Linked DNA regions of Mus musculus: region 2 is linked to region 1. The links are chromatin contacts, called in public promoter capture Hi-C maps. All regions are on one chromosome and are shown on one strand. Each heading gives the region's core, a stretch centred on a gene start, on an enhancer-like site or on the middle of the called end of the contact. The rest is flanking DNA. Distances are from core to core; before and after follow the strand shown. Region 1 overlaps Add3 (adducin 3 (gamma)). Region 2 overlaps Mxi1 (MAX interactor 1, dimerization protein).

What was found. Promoter capture Hi-C pulls out the DNA fragments that hold promoters and counts their contacts.
Region 2: a contact with region 1 is called in a promoter capture Hi-C map of hippocampal neurons, with 3 times the contacts expected there. The contact joins two enhancer-like sites. A contact is called at or near these places in 9 of 39 promoter capture datasets (the HPC-7 cell line, cranial neural crest, embryonic stem cells and 6 more), 8 of 484 Hi-C or Micro-C datasets (cardiomyocytes, cortical neurons, cranial neural crest and 5 more), 2 of 115 datasets of contacts at active chromatin or transcription factors (CD8 T cells and forebrain) and 2 of 9 other capture datasets (adipose tissue and liver).

Annotation. Positions count from the first base shown.
Region 1 is chr19:53,163,009-53,170,373 of GRCm38.p6, reverse strand. All of the region lies in intron 1 of Add3 (adducin 3 (gamma)), which reads right to left. Among named protein-coding and RNA genes, the nearest start is that of Add3, 24 kb to the right of the region's middle. Within about 2 kb of position 4,668, at least 35 of the 459 cell types and tissues checked have an H3K27ac peak or open chromatin away from gene starts, as enhancers often do. A contact at or near this core is called in cortical neurons, forebrain, hippocampal neurons and 1 more, where this site is marked.
Region 2 is chr19:53,355,520-53,362,377 of GRCm38.p6, reverse strand. All of the region lies in intron 3 of Mxi1 (MAX interactor 1, dimerization protein), which reads right to left. Among named protein-coding and RNA genes, the nearest start is that of Smndc1, 32 kb to the left of the region's middle. Within about 2 kb of position 2,552, at least 75 of the 459 cell types and tissues checked have an H3K27ac peak or open chromatin away from gene starts, as enhancers often do. A contact at or near this core is called in cortical neurons, forebrain, hippocampal neurons and 1 more, where this site is marked.

The sequences.
Region 1 (7,365 bases), core at 3,419-5,918:
AGGACAGTGCATAGTTAGTATGGAATTAAGTAGTCCTCATAGTAGGCGATAATCATAAAAATGTACTGTACAATTATACATAAAGTAGCAGATTCTACTATATGGATGCTGTGCGACCCTGACACTGTCCAGTTGTTCACTGATGTTTCAAGTAAACTAACCACTAAATGACCTTTTTATCTTGACAAGCTTTACAACATCAAGCTGAAAGTGGAGAAGCACCCCTTTAATCCCAGTAACTCAGGAAGTAGAGGCAGACAGATCTGTGTGACTTCTAGGCTAGCCTGGTCTACATAGCAAGCTCCAAGTCAGCTGGAGATGCATTCTAAGACAAATAAAAGAACAGGTTACAGAGTCTGTCCTCACTAGGTTGGGAAGAAAACCCCTTCACATTTCCCACTAAGTACTCTATACATTTTCACCACCTCACTCATGCAAAACCATGCAAAAAACATGTCTAACGTGCTTTTTTTTTTTTAATGACAGAATGTGGAAATCTGTAGAAAAAAAATGAACTTCCCTAATGACTTGCTTAAAGGCAGTATATTGATCATGCTCCTCATTTCTGTGACTAAATACTTGACAAAGTGACTGAAGGGTGAAAGGGCTCAGCTGGGCTCAGCTGGAGGTGTGTCGTGTGGGAAAGGCATGGCTACAGAGCATGAGCCAACCAGTCACTCATGTCCAGAGTCATGAACAGGAAGGACAAAATGGTGCTAGATCACTTTCTTATTTTACTTAGTCTAAGGCCCATGTCCCTAAGATGATGCTGACCAGCCAGGTATTCCCTCCTCAGCTCAATTCTCCTAGACACACCTGCACAGACACACTCAGAGGATGTCTTCATGGTGGTTAGATCAGTCTTCACTGACAGCATCAATATTTGAAGTCAGGAAGTTCTATGGTGGCCCCAGCGTTCCACTCTCTACACTCACCGTCTTTTCACACATCACCATCAAGGACAGCACATGATGGACGTGTGCAAGACTGGGCTATTAAAGGAAAACCACGTGGATTTCATCCTCTCTGCATCCCTTCAATGGCTCCAGGAAAGACAGAAGCTGCGTCTTAAGGACTCTGGACAGCAGATGGAATGAAACCTGACTCTGCTTTACCAACTTAAAAACAAAACAAACAGCTAAAACTGGATTAATGATTCTGAGACTATGAAAACTATGAAACTACTGAAAGAAAGCATAAGAAAACCAACAAACAGGAGGGGGAAGGGGAAGAACCAAAAACACAGGAGCAAAAGCAAAAATAAGAACACTAAAAAGCTCTGGCACAAAAAACAGTCATTTCCCAGCATGGGGGTGGGGAGTGAGAAACTTATTATGTGACAAGACTTGAATAGGCAGAATCCATAAAGACAAATAATTTGGCTTTAAATGGGGTGGAGAGTGTGTACCAGACAGTTCTCAAGACGTGTGTGTGTTGGTGTCTGTGTGTGTGTGTGTGTGTGTGTGTAAGCTAACTCCCTTATAGCCTACAATTCCCTTAAAGCATGGACTGCTGGTGGGTGGAGTTGGAGATCAGATGGGAGGCACCTTAATGAAGATGCAGCACCTTGGGGTGCAGAGAGAAATGATGGACACACTGAACAAACGCGACAGTGTGGACGATCACCTAAGGGACACCACCATAACTACAGAAAGCCCTGACATCTCAGGAAGAAAGGCTGCTGCCCTCAACGTTCTCCTCAGTGTCTGAGGGCTTAGTCCTAATGCTGCCTTGCATTAAAACACCAGTTTTAGTTATTCAGCAAATGTAAGCCAAGGCCACATACACAATTTTCTAAATACAATGAAAATGAGACACCATCTCAGTATTTGGTGTGGTGGATAATCTTTTCTGTTAGGAAGCTGGTTATAAACCACACGTCTCAAAAGCTGACAGAGAGGCTTGTTTTTAACCTACTTACTTTATACGCTGGTTTACCCTTAGCTTATCTATACTTAGGATTTTCTATTACTCACAAAATGACACAAGTTTCAACCCTGAAATGATTCAGGATCCAAATTTAGCTGTTAAAACCAACCGACCATCGCCACTACCAACAACAACAACAAAAACCCTTAATATATCACTCTTAAGGAATTCATGGAAAGCAAAATTCATAAAATCTTTGATGTATATACATACTCAGGATAGAGACTCTACATAATAAGCTTTGGTATGTATATGTAATTTGAACATCCTTTAGAGTCCATTGTCTAGAAAGAACTTCAAAACCTCACTCAATGTAATTGATTATAAAGCAGTATTTTGGAACACTCTAATCTTTCATTTTCCTTTCAATTCAAAATACAACAATCCTAACACAGAATTTTTCCTATCTAAAGGAAATAAACGTAGAGCAAAGATTAGAGCAGAGACGGAAGGAAAGGCCATCCAGAGACTGCTCCACCTAGGGATCCATCCATATACAATCACCAAACCCAGACAGTATTGTGGATGCCAAGAAGTGCTTGCTGACAGGAGCCTGGTATGGCTGTCCTCTGAGAGGCTCTGCCAGAGCCTGACCAATACAGATGTGGATGCTCACAGCCAACCATTGCACTGAGCCTGGGGACCCCAATGGAAGAGGTAGGGGAAGGACTGAAGGAGGTGAAGGGATGTGCATCCCCATAGGAAGAACAACAGTATCAACCAACCAGACCCCCTCCCCAGAGCTAGGGACTAAATCACCAACCAACGAGCACCTATGGAGGGACCCATGGCTCCAGCTGCTTATGTAGCAGAGGACTGCCTTATCTGTCATTAGTGGGAGGGGATGCCCTTGGTTCTGTGGAGGCTAGATGCCCCAAAGTAGGGAAGTGCTAGGGCAGTGAGGCTGGAGTGAGTGGGTGTGTGGGAGAGCATACTCACAGAAGAATGGGGAGGGGGCCAGGATAGGGGGTTTGTGGAAGGGAAACTGGGAAGGGAGATAAGATTAGAAATGTAAATAAACATAATAACCAACAAAAAAACAACCAGTCTAGTTTAAATAACATTACCATACCTTAATGTAATCATTAAAATTAAAATAGTTACATTTTATCCTATGATATATATATTTTTTTGTTTTTGTTTTTTGTTTTGTTTTGTTTTTTCGAGACAGGGTTTCTCTGTGTAGCCCTGGCTGTCCTCGAACTCAGAAATCTCCCTGCCTCTGCCTCCCAAGTGCTGGGATTAAAGGCATGCACCACCACTGCCCGATATATATAAAATTTTGTGAAGTAGCTTGTTAAGAAAATTACATGATCAGAAGAAAATGTTGTATTTCAGCTAAAGGAAAACTTTATTTATAAAAAGCATCAAAATACATCCAAATGAGGACATATTATACACAATATATAGTAATCCAAGGCATTCTCTGTAGAATCTACATTTCACAGAAAATAAATTAATATTTGTATGTAAAATGGCCTCAGAAATGCTGATGTAACTAACAACTATATCTTTTGTGTGAACTTTCAAGGAAAAGAGTAATCACAAAAGCAACCCCTGAAACCTGGAAACCTGGAAGCTGAACAGCCTGTTTCTCCAACACATGTCCAGAAATGAGAGCTCCACTATGGAGACGCCACTATGGGGGCTGTTCATTTTTGTGCTGTAGTCACTGAAGAAAACACCACCCGTGAGCACACATCTCAGTCTGCACTATGCTAAGGTGCATTGTGAACCTTTCAAAGAAGGTGCAGGAAAGCAGTTTTCCCAGCATGCCTGGAAGTACTCTGCTGAGAAACCTCTACACTAAGGAGGCACACACAGGACAGGCGGTGGGAGATGGTCCTCTGGGAATAACATGGAACCATGGCAGTGCACTCCTGCCCTCTGCAGAGCTCACCTCACGGTGTTGAGGCTACAGTGGCAAATCCCTCATCTGGGACCCGTTTCACCTGTACCAAGTGGTATCCAGTACTTAACTACCTGCTTCCCTTAAAGAACACGACTACAGCTTTCCCTACACAGAAACACAGCTCCTCGTCCTATGCACTAGGCCTACGCCGTCGGCACTTCGGCATCCGTCTTGTTCACAGAGTCGTAGAAGCCATCCATTACCCTAGGAACTCAAAGTGGACATTAAAATCAACTGAGGGCAGCTCATGAGTTTGTTTCCGTGGGTTTTTCTGTAAAGCTTCTAAATGTTCTAAGAATACAACATGAGCATGAAGTATTTCTGCTAGATATTTAATGTCTATGCTGTGTAGTTTTAATATAGCAGTTGAAAATTTTTAATTATAAACCAACTAATTTTAAAGTAATTGCACTGCACGAACACTGCTTCCACTATGAATCCATTCTCCGGAACTGAGCACATCTGACCTGCCAGCTGGATGGAGCCCAAGTAAATTTTAGACTGGCACTTGGCAAAATACCCCTTAGACACAAAGCATTTTACATAAAATACCCACTACAAATGCATTCAGAGACTGTCCTGAAAACCAAACAATTGTATCATACACAAATGCATTTATACCTCCTTTAAATGTGCAGTTTCAACTAGATGAGCAGTTTAAATAATACTCCAATCTGTGCACTCTGCATACATCTATTCTGTTATTAGCCTGTTGGCATCTAACACTGGATTAGGAAAGCCTGCCATCTGGTAGTTATAGCAACCCTTCACTAACTTGGTTAGAAGCTGAAGATCATGAGTCACCCAGAAATGCAAACCAAGCTTATTACTATGAATATATCCCAATCTTTTCTTCCAAAATAGCCATTCACCAGAGCTTTTCACTTGGAACAACACCATGCACACAAACATTATATAATTGACCTACAAAAGCAAATCAATTTTACAGGGGTTAAAGGGATGAGTGACTGAATTAGGAAAGTCACTGAGTTCACACTCCCCTCCCCCACCCACAAGGAGGCTACTGCCTCGTTATAAAGCTGAGGGATGAGTGCCACGTTAGTCCCAGTTAGTTTGGCTGCTCAGTTAACTCTTACTTCTCTTAACCATAATATGGATGCTCTATGGTGCATATTCCTTTCCTCTTGATGAAATTTCAGGTAGATGATACTTCAGATAAATAATAAACAATATAAAACAACAACATATGTAGCATAAGAGCATAAGCAACACGCATTTAAACCTGCCATGATCTCAGTCATGGAGGCGAGCGAGGCAGACTAGGCAGACAATTACAGAAGCTGCTCATCTCAGACGCTACAACTCCCTACAGGTACCCAGGTAGGATACTGGGAGACTCAGGAAAACGGGATCCCCACCACCTAGTCGGAAACACACTTCTATACTTCGTACTTCCTGCACTCTGTGCTCCCCACCCCACCTCTCTTCAAAGTCACTCTGAAACCCATGTAGGCCACAAATCCTCAATCCTCCTGCCTCAGCTGGCAAACGCTGAGACTACAGATGCACAGCACTCGTCCTGGCCGTGCTCTGCTCTTTAAACATAACCCTCTCCAGCCCTGAGCTACTTTTCAATATTTCTCTTCCTCCTTGTGTTTTTCCAAAGTCAGTAACAGGTACTTGAACCTAAGTGAGAACAGCAGTTGGGAGCAAAGGCAGCATCCAGCCCTGCACAGCGCGCAGATCACAGTCACAAGCAGTCTAACTTAGCAGCTAACATGCCAGCACTCTGACATTTCCACTTGCTCAGTCTCGGTGCGGCAATGTCAAGGACATTGCCATTAAGACATGGCCTAGGATTAATGCAAGGCTTATCCACTCAGTACACTTATTCTACCCCTTTGTCTTACTTCAACACTGTCTGTAAAGAAGGCTTGCTTGCTTGCTTGCTTGCTTTCTTTCTTCCTTCCTTCCTTCCTTCCTCTCTCTCTTTCTCTCTCTCTTTCTTTTGAGGTAGCTTCTCATTTTTCTTTCTTTTTTTATTAAATATTTTCTTCATTTACATTTCAAATGCTATCTCCAAAGTCCCCTATACCCTTCCCACCCCCACCCCCACCCCACCCCACTCCACTCCACTCCCCAACCCACCCACTCCCACTTCCTGGCCCTGGCATTCTCCTGTAGTGGGGCATATGATCTTTGTAAGACCAAGGGCCTCTCCTCCCATTGATGGCTGACTAGGCCATCTTCTGATACATACGCAGCTAGAGACACAAGCTCTGGGGGTACTGGTTAGTTCATATTGTTGTTCCACCTATAGGGTTACAGACCCCTTCAGCTCCTTGGGTACTTTCTCTAGCTCCTTCATTGGGGGCCCTGTGATCCATCCAATAGACGACTGTGAGCATCCACTTCTGTATTTGCCAGGCACTGGCATAGCCTCACAAGAGACAGCTATATCAGGGTCCTGTCAGCAAAATCTTTCTGGCATATGCAATAGTGTCTGGGTTTGGTGGTTGTATATGGGATGGATCTTATATGGTTGATCTCTGAAGCTTAAGATGTGATATTCCTGGCACTTAGAAGAGACTCTTCCTGTGTTTTCCTGAAAGCGTCTGAAGAGCTTTCAGTGATGTTTCAACATGAGAAGGCCACTCTTTCCCAAGCTTCTGATGTTCCACACTGCTCAAAAGGCTGTCAGTAACCTGAAGTCTCTCTTGAAAACATCCAACTGTAGTGTTCTCACCACAAAAAGTAAGCCGATAGCTGGGTGGTGGGAGACAAGGCAAGAGAATCTCTGTGAGTTCAAGGCCAGCCTGGTCTACAGAGTTAGTTCCAGGTCAGCCAGGGTTATATAGTGAGACCCCCATCTCAAGAAATAAAATAAGTTTTGTTTTAAAACGTGTGTAAAATAGGTAAGGCACATGTAAATAGTTTAGCTGCTCTTTAATACTCTTTTAAAACATGTTATACATGGTCACATAATTTTCCTCAATTAAATTTTTAAAAAGAAAACTTCATTGATGTCTGAGGTACTCACCAGGTACCCAATGGGGTAGCAGGTAGCCTGGAGGAAAGCAATACAAGGATCCTAAGCAGCAGGGAACTTTGAGCAAGAGGCTCCTTTACCTACTGCACGGTGCTTCATACCAGAGCACAGAGAAAATGAAAATATAATGTGTTTTGGGTTTTGGTGATGGTGTTTGTTGTAGCAATATGAACGAAGACAGTAGCTATAAATTTATTTTTGTCACCTGTTTTCAAGAAGGGTGGACAAGACTCAGCAAACACCCATCAGAATAGAACGACCACTTCCTGTTTCTAACCTTACCCTGAGAAAATTACAGAACGAGGCAGTAACAGCAAGTTAAACTCCTCCAAAACAGAAACAGCACTTGTTACACAAGCCAGCCAAACATGTCGGCTGGCGTTCTTGAAGCTAGAGAAACTGAGGAAGCCTTTCCCAGATTTCTGCCAGCTCCCACCTGGAAGGAGCACAGCATGGAGCCTTTCCTTTGTGGGAGCACAAGTGTTCAGCACAAGTATGATGTGGCGCTTTCTAG
Region 2 (6,858 bases), core at 1,303-3,802, 190 kb before region 1:
AGGATGGGGATATGTTCAGCAGTCAGGAGGGCTTACTGCTCTATGGGAGGACCACGGGTTCAGATCCCAGCACCTACACTGGGTAGTTCACAAATATTATCCTCAGCTCCAAGGGGAACCCATGCTCCCTTCTGATTACCACAGGCTCCCACATTTATATATTCATATTCATTCATATAGCCCCCCTCTCCCCCTTCCCCTTATACACACACTTTAAAAGCTGCACCCACGAACAAAGTATTTATGATGATAATGGACTAGCACAACACTGTCAAATGAAATTTAGAAATTAAAAAGTTTGTTAAAGACCATTTTTGGTCAATTTCAAGTTTGTGACTTTTTAGCTTCTAGAAAGCAGAGAATTAATTTTTAACTTTAAAATTTTAAGTTCAAGGGCTGGAGAGATGGCTTGTGGGGTAACTATTATGAGCACCCGCTCCACGGGCTCCAGGCCTGCAGGCGGTGCACAGACACACGTGCAAGCAAAACACTCACACAGGGAAGATGAAAACAACACATTTTAAAGAATTTTAAGTCCAAGCCGTAGTAACAATTATAATGGCAAGAAGGCAACCATGAAGGGGAAAATAGAAAAACAAACAGCTTAGAAACCCAGGCATAAGAGGGAAGCCTAAAAAAATCGTATTTAGTGATGCAGAGGAGGGGAAAAAAAAACAACCCCCCACCCCCGCCCCATAGCTTTAATCTTGCCTTTTATCATTTTATTTTTGTTTTGTTTTGTTTTGTTTGACACAGGGACTCTCTACATAGCCTCCTGTCTTGGAACTCACTCTGCAGACCAGGCTGGTCTCGAACTCTGAGATCCACCTGCCTGTGGGCGTGCATCATCACACTCAGATATTCTTATCTTTACGTGGGGTTCACAAGGGTAGCAGGGAGAACCCGCAAACCATTACTTTTTTTAACGTTCTGTATTCATCTCTAAAGTAAAATAACTTTTGTTTGTTTAAACTGGGACTCTCACGCAGCCAAGGCTGGCCTGAAACTCACCCTCTTCCCTTCCCCACCACCCCGCAGCTTGGTTTACAGACTTGAACCACCATGCCGGGCTCGAGGCTTTACACTTTAGACAGCCTGACTCATTTGGGGGGGAAAATTCATTAAGATCTTGTTCTAACTTTATATGCCTCAGTACGGGGGAACAACAGGGCCAAGAAGTGGGAGTGGGTGGGGGAGCGCGTGGGGGACTTTTGGGATAGCATTGGAAATGTAAATGAAATAAATACCCAATAAAAAAAGAAAAAAGAAAAATAAAAAGATCTTGTTCTAGAAGCCAATGCTCTTCACTGGATCTCCAACCAGGAGCCTCCAGAGCGACTTCTCACAGACTGCTCACTCACGTGCATTTTGAGCTAAATCTGGTTTCTGTGCACGCATCCCCTCTTATCTGTTTATAAGGATTTGGGGTTGCTGTTGGGTCCCCCCCCCTTTCTTTTCTTTAAATAAAAACAAACCCGAGCTTCATCATTCATTCAGCATATTTCTTCAGTCACACAAGAACTTTCTGTATTCCAGGTTTCAAGGTCTGGGAAATAGGGCTACATCTCTGCAGAAAACAGTGGCAATTTGTTCTAAATACAAAATAGCTTATTTTCTTTTGGCAACTCTCCAGGGATCTGGGTGGAGGGAAAGGAGACTCCTCTCGGGAGAGATCGGCTCTGGACCTGGACTACTGTCAAAACTTAGCTGTGGGTGGGAGACAATTTTTTTTTTAATTATCTTTCACATCAGTTTGGAAACAGATTAAAGATTTCTGCCTTATTAACAGTTTTCCATTCTTCGGCCTTTTTTGTCGGTGTTCATCCCTTTCCTGGCAGCCCGCATTGGCTGATTTAATGGTACCAAGGGGCTGAGAAGTATTACTGTCCAAAGGAAAAAGCATTCTCTCACAAGGGCTGGGAAAGCAATCTGCAGTCACAACAGTAGCTACTTGTTAATTTTCTATTTGAAACACAGTGATGTCAATAGCATTGTGCCCTGCCAGCAACCATGGGGTAAAGTACATTTTGAAACCAAAACAGACTTCCTACGTGCTGGCAAGTCAGATGGGAGACACAGAGATGAGCCGCCATGAGGCTCTGTCTTCTTTTCAGACAGGACACGCGTGCAAGAGTGAAATCTCTTCCACACAAGCTTATGTCTTACCTCTCCGCCACTGCTCCAATCTAGAGCCAGGTGGAAGTGTTTTATTGTTTCAAATTACTATTAGGATGACAGAGAAATGAAGCTCTAACTGATCTCAATAAAGTGGTAAACCTACACAGCACAAACAGCCTTGAGGACTGCTTTATAATTTGACTGTTTAGAAGCTAGAAATGAAAACAGAAACCCGTATACTTAAAAACGGCCCCACTTCTTAGGTGTGCTGGCCGTAACCACTCATTTTGAGGCGCGTATAAATGCAGGAGTTGGCCCGTGTGAACACACACAAGCCAGGGAACTCGTGCATTCTGAAAATGTCAATGTTGGGTCTGCACTGAGAAAGAGCGAGCGGAGAGGGGGAGCGCAGACCGACAGACAGCGGGAGCCGAGCCTGCTCCTCAGCAGATGGCAAACGCTCTGACACTGCTGGACACCGGCCAGCTCAGTCACGCTAGCTAGGGATCATTTGTAAAGATCCATTTTATTGTCATTTTCCCCAAATCAAAATGTGATTTTGTTGGGGGGAGGGGGAGGGGTGATGAAATTTGGGGCAGGAAAAGGACAACACAGAACAAATGTTGGCCAATGTGTTTGCTTCACACACTTAGAACGTTAACCTTCCATTTAGAACCTCTGGGAAAGTAGAAGACACAGAATGTAGGCTATGCCACACGCAGCCTTGGTACCGACACAGAACTGATGCTCTGATATATTGCCTCACTTCTAATTACTTAACTCTGTCAGTTTTATCTTTCATTGTCCTGTGTTCCTAACCACAAAGAGCCCAAATGAAAAGTTCTTTCTGAATTTCTTCTGAGGTCAGCCTAGCATTGCAGAGCACCTGGCAACAGTCTGGAGGGAGCACTGCTTGGTTAAGCCCAGCCTGGCAGTGAACGCCTTTGATCCCAGCACTCAGGAGGCAGTGGCAGGGGGATCTCTGAGTTCGAGGCCAGCCTGGTCTACAGAGTGAGTTAAAGGACAGTCAACAAAGCAGAGAAACCGTTTGTGTAAAAACAAAACAGTAAAGAACTTTTTCAGAAAGGAGGAAGGTGTTCAATGACCTAAGGATTTGAGTCAAAGCACACCATTGTAACATACACATTCATATCCCCCCCGCCCGTGTGTGTGTGTGTGTGTGTGTGTGTGTGTGTGTGTGTGTGTGTGTACATCTGTCTGAATCTTAGTTGGATTCCTCAGGGAATGTGAAATGAAGAACTGACAACCCCGCCTGCACTCCATTCTCAGGTCAACGCTGTTAATTTTCCATACAGTTTGCTTTATGAGGAAGACTTTCTTTTTCATCGACAACTAATGATCGTACACTTTGATTACATCAAGAGCTCTGAAGAACAATATAGAAAAATGGATGTAATTCTATGGGTTTGAGAAAAGGAAAAGCCAAGTTGAAGGACAGTTGCTCTGTTTGTTAGAGGCAGCCAGTCAAGATCCTCACCATTCATCATGGGAGGTGATATGACCCTCTGGGCTACATACACCAAAACAACAAGAAATATAAACTGTTGTTCCAACTGAAGCAGCCAGTAGGGTTTAGAGATTGTGTTTGCCGAATCTGTTTATATTTCCTTTCTAAGACTGTAGGATCAGAAATCCCCAAAGAGCATTGGGGGTCACCAACATCTCTTATCTTCAAAGATATATGCAGGATCCTTTGAAATGGTGAAAGGTAATACTCAATATTTATTTATCTGGTTTTTCTTTTAAAACCCCAGAATTTAACCTTGTAAGTCAAGAAAGCCATGTTCCCTCCGCAGGTGACTCAGTGACATAGAACAATATATTTCAGTGCTTTCCAGAGAGCCTTAGCTTCCAGCTGCTCTAAGAGGAGAGCCTTTGCTTTGCAGTTCACTCAGCCCAACCTAACCTGGCTATGTCTGACCCGCAAAGGTGGAATTTCTAATTGAAGAAAAAAACTTAATTGGAAGAGACTAATTTTTTTTAATACAGCTTTGCAAAATACAAGCCATTCTATAAAGGGATAATTGTGAACTGTGCTAGACTAAAATGAACCAAAAGTGTAAAGACACATGGACATTATGATCCTCGTCCTAGCAATGATCCTTGTCCCAGCAACGGTCCAAACGTCCAAGACCTTGGTGCTTGTTGATGGCACCAACGCATGGGACATCTCGGAGTGCTTCTGAGCTGGCCACGACCCAAACATTACACATATCTCCTATCTTCTTATAAAGCCCCCAAACACTGTTTAAAAATGGATTTAAGGGCTGGAGAGATGGTTCAGCAGTTAAGAGCACTTACTGCTCTTCCAGAGGTCCTGAGTTCAAATCCCAGCAACCACATGGTAATGGGATCTGATGCCCTCTTCTGGTGTGTGTGAAGACAGCTACAGTGTACTCATATACATAAAATGAATAAATCTTTTTTAAAATTGGATTTGAAACTGTTTTTACTTGTGGCAGTAAGACCCTTTATAGTTAACATACCCTGATTTAGGTAGGACTGCCCTTTAAACAAAAACGAAAACTTCTCCTTTAGGCTTTAAAGTTTCCTGAATTCTAGTCAAGGTTTCGGTGAAAACAAACAAACAAACAAGCAAACAATGTTCTTTGACAATTTACAAATTACACACATATTTTGATTTAGCCTTTGCATTTCCAGATTAGGAAATCTGAATCTTTCTCTTGTAGTTTTAGTATCTTTTAAATGAGCCAGACTTGTTCTAATCACTTCAGGATCAATATATTGGAAAGTAAAACATTCTATATGGTGCGTGGATATGTGTGAGTGTGTATGTGAGTGTTTGTCTGAGTCTGTGTGAGTGTGTTTGTCTGTGTGAATGTGTATGTGAGTCTGTGTTTGTGTGTGTGAGTGTGTTTGTGTGTGTGAGTGTGTGTGTGTATTTGCCTGAGTGTGTGTGAGAGTGTGTTTGTCTGTGTGAGGGTGTATGTGAGTGTGTGTGTCTGTCGATACATTCCTGTGCTGTTTCTTTCCCCCTGTTTTTATCTGTTTGCCTGTTTTCTTAAGAAAGGGGGGGAAGGCATGGGATTGGGAAAGTGGGGAGGACCTGGGACAAGATGAGGGAGGGAAAACCATAACCAGAATACACTATATGACATTAAATTATTTTCAGTTTAAAAAATTAGACTATTCAAACATGGTGTGATGGTAGCATCTTTAATTCCAGAACTCAGGAGGCTGGAGAGATGACTCAGTTCAAGTGCACTGGCTGTCCTTCCAGAGGACTGTGTTCAGTTCCCAGCACCCACGTGGCAGCTCACAACTGTCTGTGGCTCCAGTTCCAGGGGATCTGACAGCCTCACACACATATGTGCAGCCAAAACACCAACGCACATAAAAGTGAAAATTAATAAATTATAATCCCAGAACCTGGGAAACTGAGGCACGAGAATGACGAGTTCAAGGCCGCCGTTGGCTACATAGTTAGGCCCTGTGTGAAAAACAAAGACTGCATTTTAGTTGTTACAGATACAGCTGGGAAACAACTGTAAGAGAAAGGAAGAAAACCAAGTTGCATCACATTCTCTGACAATACTCAGGCACCTACCTATCTTATCCATGCGGGGTGGTTTGACTTCACCTCAGAGCAAGTGGCACACTACACTTGAATTCAAACAAACAAACTGAAACCTCCACCCCTGGAGTACCACGCAGATCACAGAAATAAACATGTACGACTATGCTGTGTACACCAGCTTTTATCCACAAGAGCCCCCCACGATCAATTTACCGTAACTCCCGTCTGCTACACACACAGCCCAGCGTGTAATTATACTCTTTAGAGGGGCTTTGTAATAATATCTTTGTTTTCTACCTAGTTAGGTTATAATCCAGAGTGGGACCCAGGGCTTCTGGTCTCTCTCTAGAGACTAGCAGAGACCAGTGCTTGGTAAGCGCTTGCTGGGGTCGGTTTGTAACTGCCTTGAGCAGCCCATCAGTGCCAGGGACTAAGCCACTTCAAATAAACAGTCTCTACCAAAGACTTCCGAACAGAGAACATGATCGTGAGTTACTGGTATACAGGAAACACTAACACAGATACCTGTCTATTGCAGACATCCTAGATTGTGTTCAAAGGGACTTCAAAAGAAACCCAAGAAGTTGGAGAAAAATGTTAAACCTTTGTTTGTGCTGTTTGTTTGTTTGTTACTATTTCCCACTTATGTTACCTCTAACTGTGAAGGCAGAAGTGGGGCGCAGAGACCAGGTTGTATCTTACTGGGCATAGTAAAGCAGCTGTTTTATTGCTCCCTACCGCGGACCGTAGTACATCCAACCTCTCTGTGCTCTATCAAGAGCATTGGGAAACCTCTGAGGAACAGACTGCACCTCTGCAAAGCGAAGTTCAGGCACGTTTACAGTCTAGATTTCCCTATCCACACCAAAAAATCCTAGACAGAGGGAGAATACAGTTCTTTCTATCGTTTCTAAAAGTTTCTCCAATAAAGGAAGGGCCATCCTCTGAAAAACAGTATTTTATAACTGAAGTGATGAGTGGCCAATGCTTACAAAACACTTCTGTTTCATTCCAATACTTATTCCAAATACTGCTGCTGGCATGTGTGCTGATGTGCGTGCTTGTGTGCGTGCGCGTGTGCACACACGAGCCTTTGCACACATGAAGGCCAGGGAGGGTATCAGGCGTCCTCCTCTATCTTTTTCTACTGTATTCCTTGGATGCCTTTAATTTTATCTCCA